Linked DNA regions of Mus musculus: region 2 is linked to region 1. A link is a contact called in public promoter capture Hi-C data. All regions are on one chromosome and are shown on one strand. The core of a region is the stretch at or near the end of the contact, and the rest is flanking DNA. Distances in the headings are between cores, read along the strand shown. Region 1 holds the start of Cc2d2b (coiled-coil and C2 domain containing 2B). Region 2 holds the start of Ankrd2 (ankyrin repeat domain 2 (stretch responsive muscle)).

Evidence for each region. Promoter capture Hi-C pulls out the DNA fragments that hold promoters and counts their contacts.
Region 2: a promoter capture Hi-C map of pre-B cells shows a contact between it and region 1, with 4 times the contacts expected there. The contact joins the promoter of Ankrd2 here to the promoter of Cc2d2b in region 1.

Annotation. Positions count from the first base shown.
Region 1 is chr19:40,746,190-40,751,965 of GRCm38.p6, forward strand. It overlaps Cc2d2b (coiled-coil and C2 domain containing 2B), which reads left to right and starts at 2,628. Exons shown (of 35, transcript NM_001376940.1): 1 at 2,628-2,699.
Region 2 is chr19:42,032,711-42,038,265 of GRCm38.p6, forward strand. It overlaps Ankrd2 (ankyrin repeat domain 2 (stretch responsive muscle)), which reads left to right and starts at 3,317. Exons shown (of 9, transcript NM_020033.2): 1 at 3,317-3,412. The coding sequence starts at 3,326. It overlaps Ubtd1 (ubiquitin domain containing 1), which reads left to right. Exons shown (of 3, transcript NM_145500.3): 3 at 879-1,931. The coding sequence ends at 1,264.

The DNA of each region.
Region 1 (5,776 bases), core at 1,378-3,877:
ACAAAATATTCAGAGAATAAAATCAAAGCTGAGAAATTCAATAGGCTCATACAAGATGACCAAAAAAAAAAATGGAGGGCTCTATAAATAAGTTCTGAATATTTAGATTTGAGAGAGAGGCCCCAGCTTTAATTCACTCCACGCCTGCTAAGGACCCATGGTAGCATTCTGCTTTGTTGCAGGACAAATCTTTGCTGTGACATCACCCCGTGTGCTACAGTTTGTCCCTGTCATTGTAAAACTCTGGCTTTGTCACAGAAAAGCTTTAAGAAATGGACAGATGGACAGGGGTCAGGACAGGCCTGCCTAGACTTGAAGATTCTGGTTCTGCTGGACATGGATGTAATGTGGGGGGGAGGGGTGGGGGGGATACGTCTTCCATGTGGTGACACTGTCAGAACAGAGCTAGTACCTCAGATGTAGTGGTCAATATTAGCTGTCAATCCGACAGGGTCTGCAATCTCCTAGGAGACAAGCTAGTGAGAGACCGTCTAAATGAGGCTCACCAGTTTTCTAGATAGGGTTAATTGAAGTGGGCAGGCCAACCCTGAGTGCAGGTGGCAATACCGTCCTATGGATGGCAGCACTGGGCTAAACAAAAAGGCTTTCTCTGTGCACAGAAGACACTGTAGACGACTTCTCAGTAACTATTGCTGCCTTGGATGATTGCCTGCCTGCCTGCCTGCCTGCCTGCCTGCCTGCCTGCCTGTGCAGATGTCTTTCTAATTCTTTGCCAAGAAATTAAAAATGTTCTATGAAATCTGATCTGTAGCTAGAGCAGTTAAAAAAATATATTATAGCCTGAATCAAAACAGTTCTGCATGTGAGATTAGACCACTAGTTTGAAATATCTACTGGATGTCAATTCTTACTCCGACTCCCTCCCCTCTGATAGGAAATGCTCTTTAACCTTGAAAATATTTAGAATTCCTCAACATCTGTTCGATAAACTCTTTGGTAGGAGATCTTGAATCCTACATTATCTTGACTTAGGTATTTGGACCCATATACTTAATGCTTAGGTATAATAGCAATAATACATTGTAGCACACACACACACACACACACACACACACACACACACACACCATGTGTACTTTTAAAAAATGCATAGCACTGGTTGATAATCCTGGAAATTAAATGTTCTTAAAGTTCATCATATTCTGTGATGCTTGCAACATGCAGACATTTCCCATTTAATCCGTGACATCAGTATGTAAGGGAAACACTCTTGACTCTGCTTTCTGACTCTGCTGTTGGACTGTAGAGATGGCCTGGCCCCTAAGGGCTAAGCTCACAACCCAAACGACAAGAATCTACCACCATTGCTCTTAAATTGCTATACCAGATGAGCCCTAGACAACAAGGATTTTATTTGGAATGAGAATTTGTCCAAATAAATTTTGAGGCGTGGACACAGTTAACAGTAAGTCGTTTTTTGTTTGTTTGCTTTTTCAGATAATGAGGCAAGTGGAACTTCTGAGTTCGTTCCCTTGTGCCGCAGGGTCTCTACCTCGCCTGGGCAGTCACCTTTGCAGCTGCTCTATTTCCCTACGTCCCTTTTCTCGAGGCCCGTTAAGTTTTAAAGACCTCCTAAGTGTCTTCAGAATCTCAGGCTAACGGCTCAATGGGGCGGACACAGAAAGAGGTTCATAAAAACAGCATATTGGAATGAAGGGACACACATCACTGTGCTCAGCCCCACTTGCAAACTCCCAACTGTATCAGTTCTGTTTAGGTCATCATTATTTTAACAAGGAACAAAGAGGCTTGCAGGGTGGGGACATACCGCTGTTTGATTTGTTTATTCATTTACTGCCTGCGATGGTGCGTTCGTGGTGTAGGTCGGCTTGCGGAGGCCACAGTGTGACGCTGGTTGTCTTCTGCCATCATACTACACTTTATTTGCTGAGACTTTGCTCTCTTCTGGAACCCAGAGCTTGCCCTGGGGGATTCCTGCGGCTGTCTCCACACTTGCCTGGCCTTACGTGGGTTCAGGGAATCTTAACTTCACTGACATTACAGTCTATGTGCTGAGCCATCTCCCCAGCCCCAAACTACCACTACTTCTCCTTCATAGATTTATTTTATTTTTAATTATGTTTCTATGGGTGTGGGAGGATATGTATATGTGTGAATGCAGGTGCTAGCCAGGCCAGAAGAGGGCATCAGGAGTTACAGGCAGGCGGTTGTGGGCCACCTAACTGGGTGCTGGGACGCGGGCCTCTGTAAGGGCAGTAAGTGCTCCTCATCGCTTGCTCTCCAGCACCCAGCCCAAGACTTAAAAGATATTAAATTTGTGACACGAATTGCAAGCTCTGAAAAAAAAATTGTTTGCACTGAGGGCTGTGGCATGGGGCCAGACACCAGTCTCTTGAAATGAAAAGCATCCACACTGCGCACCCGCTCTCCTGTCCCCTCTCCGTGGCGTGGCGCATGCAGTTCTTAAGCCGCCACTAACCCCCACCCCAAAGGGAGGGGCAAGAGAGGCCCGAGGGATGCGGGGGGGGGGGGGAGGGTTAGCTCAGGTGCACGAGGAGATCTCATGCACTGAGGCTGGATCAGAACCAGATGGCTGGGGAGGGGAGGGGCAGAGGGCAAAAACGCTCGCACTGCGCATGCTCTTCGGCTGTAGGCGTTGATAGCTGCTCAGGATCTGTCTTCACTTCCCAGACGCATCGAAAAGCAGTGTCCATCAGGTGAATGTCTTATCTCTCAAGGTCCCCATGACGGTACCAGAGTACACTGGGGATGCACCCCTCCTCTGTGCGGAATCCTGGGGCTGGGATAACAAGGCAACTAGGTGAAGTGGCAAGAGAGGGCACGGAACCGCGCCACCTGCCAGTCATCCCGGTTTTAGGAATAGGGGTGAAAACGTGTACATTTCACAGCTTCGAGGTCAGGGAGGGGTTTGGATTAAGTTCCGGTCAGAAAAATATTTCCTGAGTGGAGGAGGCTGGGCGGCTGGAGTTGAACTCTTTGCTAGGGTAAGCATTAGGACAACACCTTAGAATCAGCGGAACTACTTCAAGGTAATTTACTTCAAGCGGAACTTACTTCAAGGTAAGTACTGACAGAAGGCAGGTACAAGAGCTAGGAGAAAGTCCCTAGAAGACTACAGGATGCGAATTAGGCTCGAAATGTGGCGTGCAGTCCATTGAGAAAAGTTACAAAACTCAAAGCAAAGTGATGACCAGGAAAAAGCAGTCTTGCTTCACCCCTAGGTGGCAAGTGTGGCCCGAGGGCCCTCGCACTGAGAAGGGCCTCAGGGTTTCTCCAATTGAGACTGGAGTCCAGACCCAGAGATGGCTCTTCGACCTAGAATATAAACAGCACAGGACTCTCGCCAGTTTCACTAGACCCGGTGTCCGTGCTCCGTCGGTAATCCAGTGCACTCTGATAATTCTCAAGATCAGTTTCCAGGTAGCATCATTACATTGCCTTGGGTGTGTTAGATACAAGCCTTCAGTCCATAGGACAATCTGTGTCACCTGCACGCCTTCCTCAAACCATGCTGTAGGGCTTTGAGGGGGCAAAGGGGCAGAAGTGAAATCTTCTTGGTCTTGAGAGCACAGGGAACTTGGTTTTGATGTTTCCCAAAGATACCAGTTTACAGTTCAGAAGGTTTCTTTTCGGGCCATGCATGCATTCCTTGGGTCCTCCTGTCTCAGCTTCTCCTGTGTTAGGATTTCAGACATGCATCTCCAGCTGAGCCTGGGCCGAGATTCCCACTTCTTGATTTAGGGGGAAAAATCACAGATAAGTAAAAGATAAGAATTTCTGAACCTGTCAGGTAGTAAAATATCTGAGGGTCCTGATGCTTATTAAAGAATATGGCTGGTGGGAGGCTTTTGTTAAATTCTGCTTTTTCTGTAACCTGCTCCTAAAGGATAGTTGATGCTATGTGTTTAGTGGATTTTTATTTGGACAAAATGCAGCCCACTGTTTGAATTTTTATTGGAATATATTTTTTTTGGCACAACGTTCTAGCTCAAATAAAAGAAATTCTGAAGAACGCGACATAAGAAACACAACTGTCTGCAAGCATAACAGAGTATCATTAATAGTGTCAGGGATTGGTGCTTGCCCCGTTGGCTGGGTCTCAAGTTGGGACAGTTCTTATTGGCCATTCCCTCAGTCTCTGCTCCATCCCTGGGGCCTACATTTCTAATAGACAGGATAAATTTGGGGTTGAAAGTTTGGTGGGTGGGTTGGTGTCTCTAATGGCTCCACCGGGGTTCCTGCCTGGCTAATGGGAAGTGGTCTTGTCAAGTTCCATATCCCCAAAGTTGTGAGTCACAGCTAAGGTCACTCCCATTGATTCTTGGGTGCCTTTCTTATCCCAGTTCTCTGTCTCTCTTGGAGATGCCCCCTCCTCCTCATCTCGTCAGTTGCAGAGTTTATTTGCCTGTACGAGGGATATGTTCTTCTAGCTGGGCTGCCTTGTCTGGCCTCAGTGGGAGAAGAAGCTCCTAGCTTTGCAAAGACTTGAAGTGCCAAGGTAGGGGGATACCCAAGGGGCCCCCACCTGCTCAGAGGAGAGGGGGATGGGATTGGGGAATTAGGGGAGGGAGGCGTGATTGTGATGTAAAGTAAATAATTAAAATATTAAATTAAAAAAAAACAAAACTAGAAGTGTCGAACTGTATGACAGTGGATCCACTCAGCGAAAGAGGAAACCTACAGCCACACTGGACTGAAGTCTGTTCTAAGCAAGAACAAGGGGACATTAGTACATTTTAAGAGGTCCAGTAAGAACCCACAGAGAAGCAGGCCAGCCTGGTGGACAGAGTGAGTTCCAGGACAGCCAGAGCTGCACTGAGAAACCCTGTCATGAACAAACAAACAAGCCCAGGGAGAAACATATTTCTGGAATCACTGTTAGCTACTGAGCCATCTCTCCCTTCCTAGCATTCAGGGGTTTCTAAGTGGCAGCCAAAGAGTAAAACCTTTTACTAATACATTTGCCATCTGCTTGCTGTGGATCAAGAACTCTGGCTTCACTTGTGTTTTGGCACTGGACTTGTAGGGCATCTGATACAGAAATCGTTAATCCCCAGTTTCCTTACCCTTTAGAAGAAGGTTTCATTGCAAAAATTAATGACAATATTCTGAAAGAGAGGGTTGGCCTTCACTCACAAGCCAGCTTTGTAACAGAGAATGTCAAACTGTAGGAGTATAGCAGATATGATTTTCATCCAGCTCTGTCTTGTTGATAACCATCTGTTTATTTATCTTATGTCCTTTGTGGACTATAAATAGGCTAAAGACAGCTTTAGAGCTGTAAAAAAAAGTTTAATATTTTGAGTGCTCTGTTTTATTTTAATAAATCATTAGAGTTTTGTTATGCAGAGGTTGTTTTCTGTGGTTTATGAACAAAATTTGTAGAGGCACCAGAAACCAGGTATTTGTTTGAAGTTTATTTTATTGTGTGTTTATTGGTGTTCTGAGACAGGGTCTCCTCATGAAGAACAGTTTAGGACCTTCCTGCTTCAGCCTCCTTGATGTTAGAATTATGGGTGTGAAGCATCATGGTGGGCTTGGGGTTCATTTTAGAAGATGTTGGAGATCAAGAAGTATAGTTAAATTAGGAACTGATTTTTGTCATCTTGTTCCTGCTGTGTTTTATCTTGGCACATAAGCAGGGAGAATCTTAAGTGTCCTTAAGCCAATCATTAAAATGTCCCATCTACTAATTAAGAAAAAAAATCTAGCTAACTTGGACTTGACTCTTTTCTATTCCAAATCTACTCAGTAGTTTTACACCCTGTCCAGT
Region 2 (5,555 bases), core at 2,067-4,566, 1.3 Mb after region 1:
TGTAGACCAGGCTGCCCTCGAACTCAGAAATCCACCTGCCTCTGCCTCCGGAGTGCTGGGATCAAAGGCGTGCGCCACCATGCCTGGCTTCAGACCTGGGTCTTGACTGTGTTCCTTTCTCAGCTTGTGACTTTTCCTAGCCATATGTCCCAGAGCAGGGCAAGTCTCAGGTTAGAGCCTGAGTCTCTTGCAATCACAAAGGATTAATCGTGATGTGCATAGTACCACCTAGTCTAGTACCAGCACTTACAAGGATACTGAAGACTAAATAAATGTGTTTCCACCTGCATTATATCATACCAGTAAGGAGACAGGGACCCAACCCAACACTTGCATGTGCATTCAGCCACCACAATGTTGAATAAACACATAAGAGGTAGCATCCTGTGGCTGAGGAGCCAGAACCTGATGACCAGGAGGTTAGCCCCAGTCTACTGACTATGGGGAAGGGCTAGGGACAGTGAGGTAGCTGTGGTGAGTGAATTAACCTGCTTACACTGTTGTAGCAGAGGACCACAGGCAGGCTCCTTAAACAGTAGAAGTTTGTTTCTCACAATTTGAGAGACTGGAAAGTCCAAGGTCAAAGGCCCAGCTGTTTAGTCCTGATGATGCTTCTTGGTTTTTTTGCTGTTTTTACGTGGTAGGCGTGCAGAAGAGAGGACTGGGTGGGTTCTCTGTTTTTATTTGGTAGGCATGCAGGAAGAGAGGACTGCTCGGGTTCTCTGGGGCTTTTCCTTGAAAGGAAGCTGGTCCTGTCATTTACCCGTGTAATCTTATTCCTTCCAAATATGCCTTAACATGGGAGTTTGGGGGACACAGCATTCAGTGTGTGACATCAGGCCCCCCAGACTACACTGATCACCCTGCCTTTCCCACAGGAACTCTTTGTGAATGCTATGACGAGCTGGGTAACCGCTATCAACTGCCCATCTATTGCCTGTCCCCACCTGTGAACTTGCTGCTGGAGCACACGGAGGAGGAGAGCCTGGAGCCTCCCGAGCCCACCCCTAGTGTGCGCCGTGAATTCCCACTGAAAGTGCGCCTCTCCACAGGCAAGGACGTGAGGCTCAATGCCAGCCTGCCTGACACGGTGGGGCAACTCAAGAGGCAGCTGCACAGCCAGGAGGGCATTGAGCCATCCTGGCAGAGATGGTTCTTCTCTGGGAAGCTGCTTACAGACCGCACAAGGCTCCAGGAAACAAAGATTCAAAAAGACTTCGTCATCCAGGTCATCATCAACCAGCCCCCACCACCCCAGGACTGACGGACTGACGGACTGACGGCACCAACTCCTAGGAAAAGAGGCCATGGGGGGCCCTGCAGGCTGTGGGGCCCAGTCCTGCCGCCTTCCAGTGCTGCTGTCTTCTTCAGGGGCGCCTCCCACCGCCCTGCTGTATGGCTCTTAGTGAGCTGCGAAGGGACTTGCCCTCTGGGGCACTGGATCCACCAGTGCTCAGCACCCAGGGAGCAGTGCTGCCTGCCACACACAGGCCTTGCCAACCTTGGAGAAAAGGCACATGGCACTCTCCACCACAGGTTGGAGCCATGGGGGCCGTCCTGGCGACCTGTCATCTGGTGCCACGCTGTGCTCACTCCAGTTTTCTGCTCAGGGTTGGAAGCAATTGCTGTCTCCCCTTTATCCCTCACCATGACTCTGCCCTGGGCACAGTGCCAGTCCCCTGGATGGGGAGGGAGCCCGGTGGGCCCCAGGGCTTAAGGAGCTTCAGGTGGGCCTCTCTGCCTCTCCCTGCACCCAGCACAATCTGCAGAGATGAGGCGGGTGGCTGGATAGCCAGGCTTCATGGCAGGGGTTTGCACAGGGCTGTCCCCAACTGTAACCCAGGCAGGGTGGGGTCCGAAGCCTGGTCATAGCCCAGCGGGGCCCTGTGTACAGACACATCTGCATTTTATCAATAAAGCCTTTGCTCCTCTCTTGCCTAGCACATGACTTCCTGTTTCACAGCACGCCAGCCAGCCGGAGCCCAGAGCTTCTGCTGGCTTGGCTGCAGATGGGCACAGCAGAGCATCCAACTGATGCTCCTCCTGGGGGCCCTAGTCTCATCCAACCTCGCTGTGTTCTGTGGGTCCTGAAAAAGGCCACTTCACCTCTGAACACAGTTTGCTTTCCTTTAATGGAGAGATGGTGCCTCCCACCCTGCCTCCTGCAGCAGTTGCTGGGACAATTATGTGTCTGTGTGTGTGTGTGTGTGTGTGTGTGTGTGTGTGTTGGGGGGCGGTCCAGATAGGAAAAGTGAAGGAGCACCCACAGAGGGCAGCATAGCCATGTGGCAACCACCCCACAGGGCCCACATGGGATGCTGTGTCAGAGCGTGGGATGACAAGCTTCCAGAAATGTGCGAGCCAGAGACAGACAGGGCTGTCTCCTCCTGTTTCTTCTGCAGGACTGTGTACATCACCAGAGGGGAATCTCGGGTGCCACTTGCAGTTGTAGAAGTATGGAACATTTGTAGTCCACTGGCAGATTAAACCTAGCTCATAATGACCTCGGGCTCCAGGCTGGGAGTCCCAGGCGAGGAGCTCAAGTGCAGGTCTGCCTTTCCTCTGTGTATTCTCTGTTCTCGGGGAGTGTGACCAGCTCCGCCCACGGCAGTCTGGCATCGCCTAGTACTCGTGAGATGGCCTTAGCTCTGAACTCTGACTTCCTGAGCTCTTAAAACAACACTAGGTTCTGCTGAGGACTCCAGGAAGATGAAACAAACAGATGGACAGGTTCTGTTCATGGCTAATGGACACGCCATGCAGCATAGCCGTGTTTCCCTAGGGCCCATGGGACCCATAGCAGCCACCAGAGGGCAGCAGCCGTTCCAGCTCTTGCTTGGAGAAGGTCTCGGATGCCCACAGGTCTGCTGGGGCTCATACTTGGTTTTTCAGGCTCCCCTGCCTGGCACAAGCTAGACAGCATTTCTGGGCATCCAGCAGGTGGCACTCCAGCCAGACCAATGGCAGCATGTAGGTCCTTTGCAGCCCGTTCACCCTGGCTAAGACTTAGCCAGTTCCCAGCACTGAGGACACACTGGACAGGCCTCTTTCCCGCAGCTGTCCTTCGGGGCGGTGTGCCTTCTGGCTCTGGTAGGCCAGAGGTTAGGGGAGGGGCAAGTTCCCTGGCCTGGACAGTGGCTTCCCATGCTCCCTGGGGCTGTCCGAGGTGAAGGTGACAGGTGGGGGAGGCAGGTGGAGAGTTGAGCTAGTAAGCTCATGACAGATGGAGAAACGAGCCTGTGAGCTAATGACAAAGGCGCCCAGTGGGCGGGGTGGGTGCTTGGGCCTATAAAGACCCCATGCCCTGTGGCTTGCAGAAACAGTCATGGAGGGTACCATGGAGGGGCCCGAGGCGGTGCAGAGAGCCACAGAGCTCATCGAGCAGCGGCTTGCCCAGGAGGAAGAGACTGAGGTGGGAGCTGAGGTGAAGGGTGTCGGGGAGGGAGGGAGGGGGGCCTCAGGGTTAACGGTTGGTCCATCTGTGCTGTCATGAGAAGGGAAAGTCGGCTGCTACCTGGGTCCAGACAACATGCTACTTCCCAGGGCCCAAGCGGGATGTTCCTAACATGGTTGTGGGTGGTGGGAGATGGGGCTTCAGCCCCGCAAACAGGCACTTGGAGGGGGCAGGCCTTCCCGAGACCCTGCCCACTCACCTGGGCTTCAAGAGATAGACTGGACTGGACAGAGAAGACAGATGAGTATTCTCTGGGAAAACCAGAAAGGTAAGGTCCTGACACACACACACACACACACACACACACACAGAATGTCCCCTGGATGCCAGGGCTGGTTGCTGCGGGAGAGCAAACTGACAGGAGTCAGGAAAGGAGATGGGGAAGGGCAGCTGGGACTTAGCCAGGACTGTTGGCAGAGGCCTAATGCACACACGGGTACGTTTTCTCTTGGCTAAGTTAAGTGGGGCTGGACTACTGACTGGTCCTGCTCTACATCTTATTCAAAAACAGTTGAGCCAGGTGTGGTGGTACAATCCTATAATCTCAGAGGTGGAGCCAGCCTGGGCTACATGGTGAGATTACCCCCCCCTGGGGTGGGGGTAGAGGACCAGGAGCCTAGAGTCCAGTGCGTAGGGCGAAGGTGGGCACTAATTGTAACCTTTTATTTGTATCATCAACTAAGAAGAAGGCAGAGGGCAGAAACGGGCGTATGGAAAATGGAGAGTAGTGATGAATGGGTGGGTGAGCCCTTCTGGTCCTCTGGGACTACTCTGGTCAGGATGGAGTGTGAGCTGGACCTTTGGGATTAAGAAGTGTGGTCGGGATGTGGGGAGAGGTACTTGAGGCTAAACAGCAGATAGATAAAAGTGGTCATGAAAATGTGTGACAGACACCAAGAGCTGGGGCTAGAAAGAGGGCCAAGGACAAACCAGAGAAGACCAGGTAAGAGGTGCAGGCTCCGTGAGCAGTGAGGACCACTGACTGTTAAGAGTGCTGTGCCACTGTCTGACCTGTTATAGAGCCGGTTCTGATGTTGCTGATGTTATTAGAGGGGGAAGGGGGAGCCTATCGGAACTCAGAGGCCCCCATCATTTAAGAGAAGTGATGAGCTCAGATTTATCAAGGGGAGTGTGGACAGCAGCCGAGCATCCCAGGAATCTCGCTCCTCCCTCCCCCGAGAGCGTGTGCCCATGGCTGCTGCTGCTGGACAGGAACGTCATCTGCTTGTCATCTCTGGAGTGTGGCCACAAGACACTGGAAGCTTCTGTGAGGGGACACGGTCCTCCCCCATCCATTCATCTAACAAATATAGCCACAGGGCTGCAGGGCCACAGGTACCCACAGTGCCAGCCTTCTCACCCAGCTCCTCTCCCTGCCAGCGTCTTTACAAGCATCCTCTCTAAGCTGAAGTCTGTTCTGTGGAGTCAGGTGGGAGTTTCCTTCTTACTCCGGACCTGCATTCGATTTCATAAACATTCAATGAATGCAAACTCTGCCAGCCCACCAACAAATCTGAGAGGAGTCAGAGTAAGAAAAGGGCAGCACTAGAGTGTAAATTCCTCCTGTATTGGAAGGAATAGAAGGCAATAGATTTGCTGCTCACCAGGTAAAGTCTCCATTAACTAAGAACTACCGGATGGGCAGAGATGCTGCGTCTGTGTGGCCATTACTCATTCACTTGTTCATCGTCTGTTTGATTAACAAGTGTTAAGTGAGCAACTACTCCATGCCAGGCCCTGTCACAATAAATGCTGGAAACAGCAGGTGATTAAGCCCAAATTCCATCCCCCTGATGCTCCCTCATAATCCAGCCAGACTCCCACAAGCTAGTTGTAGCCCAAGGTCATCTCTTTTTTCCTAAAGGAAGATGCCTGAGAACAGCCCTGGAGACTCCAAATCATACAATCCTACAAACCTGCCAGGTTGTGTAGTCAGAAGTCTGGCAAGAAAGGCAGTCAAGGGACCACCAAAATAAACACTGGGAGAGAGTTTGATAGAGCGTTAGACTGTCCTGTGAAGCCCTGAGTTCTAGCTCAGCGCTACGAAAAATCAAAGTAAACGGGAAACATCGGAAATAAAACCTAGAACCTTCCCTGGGAG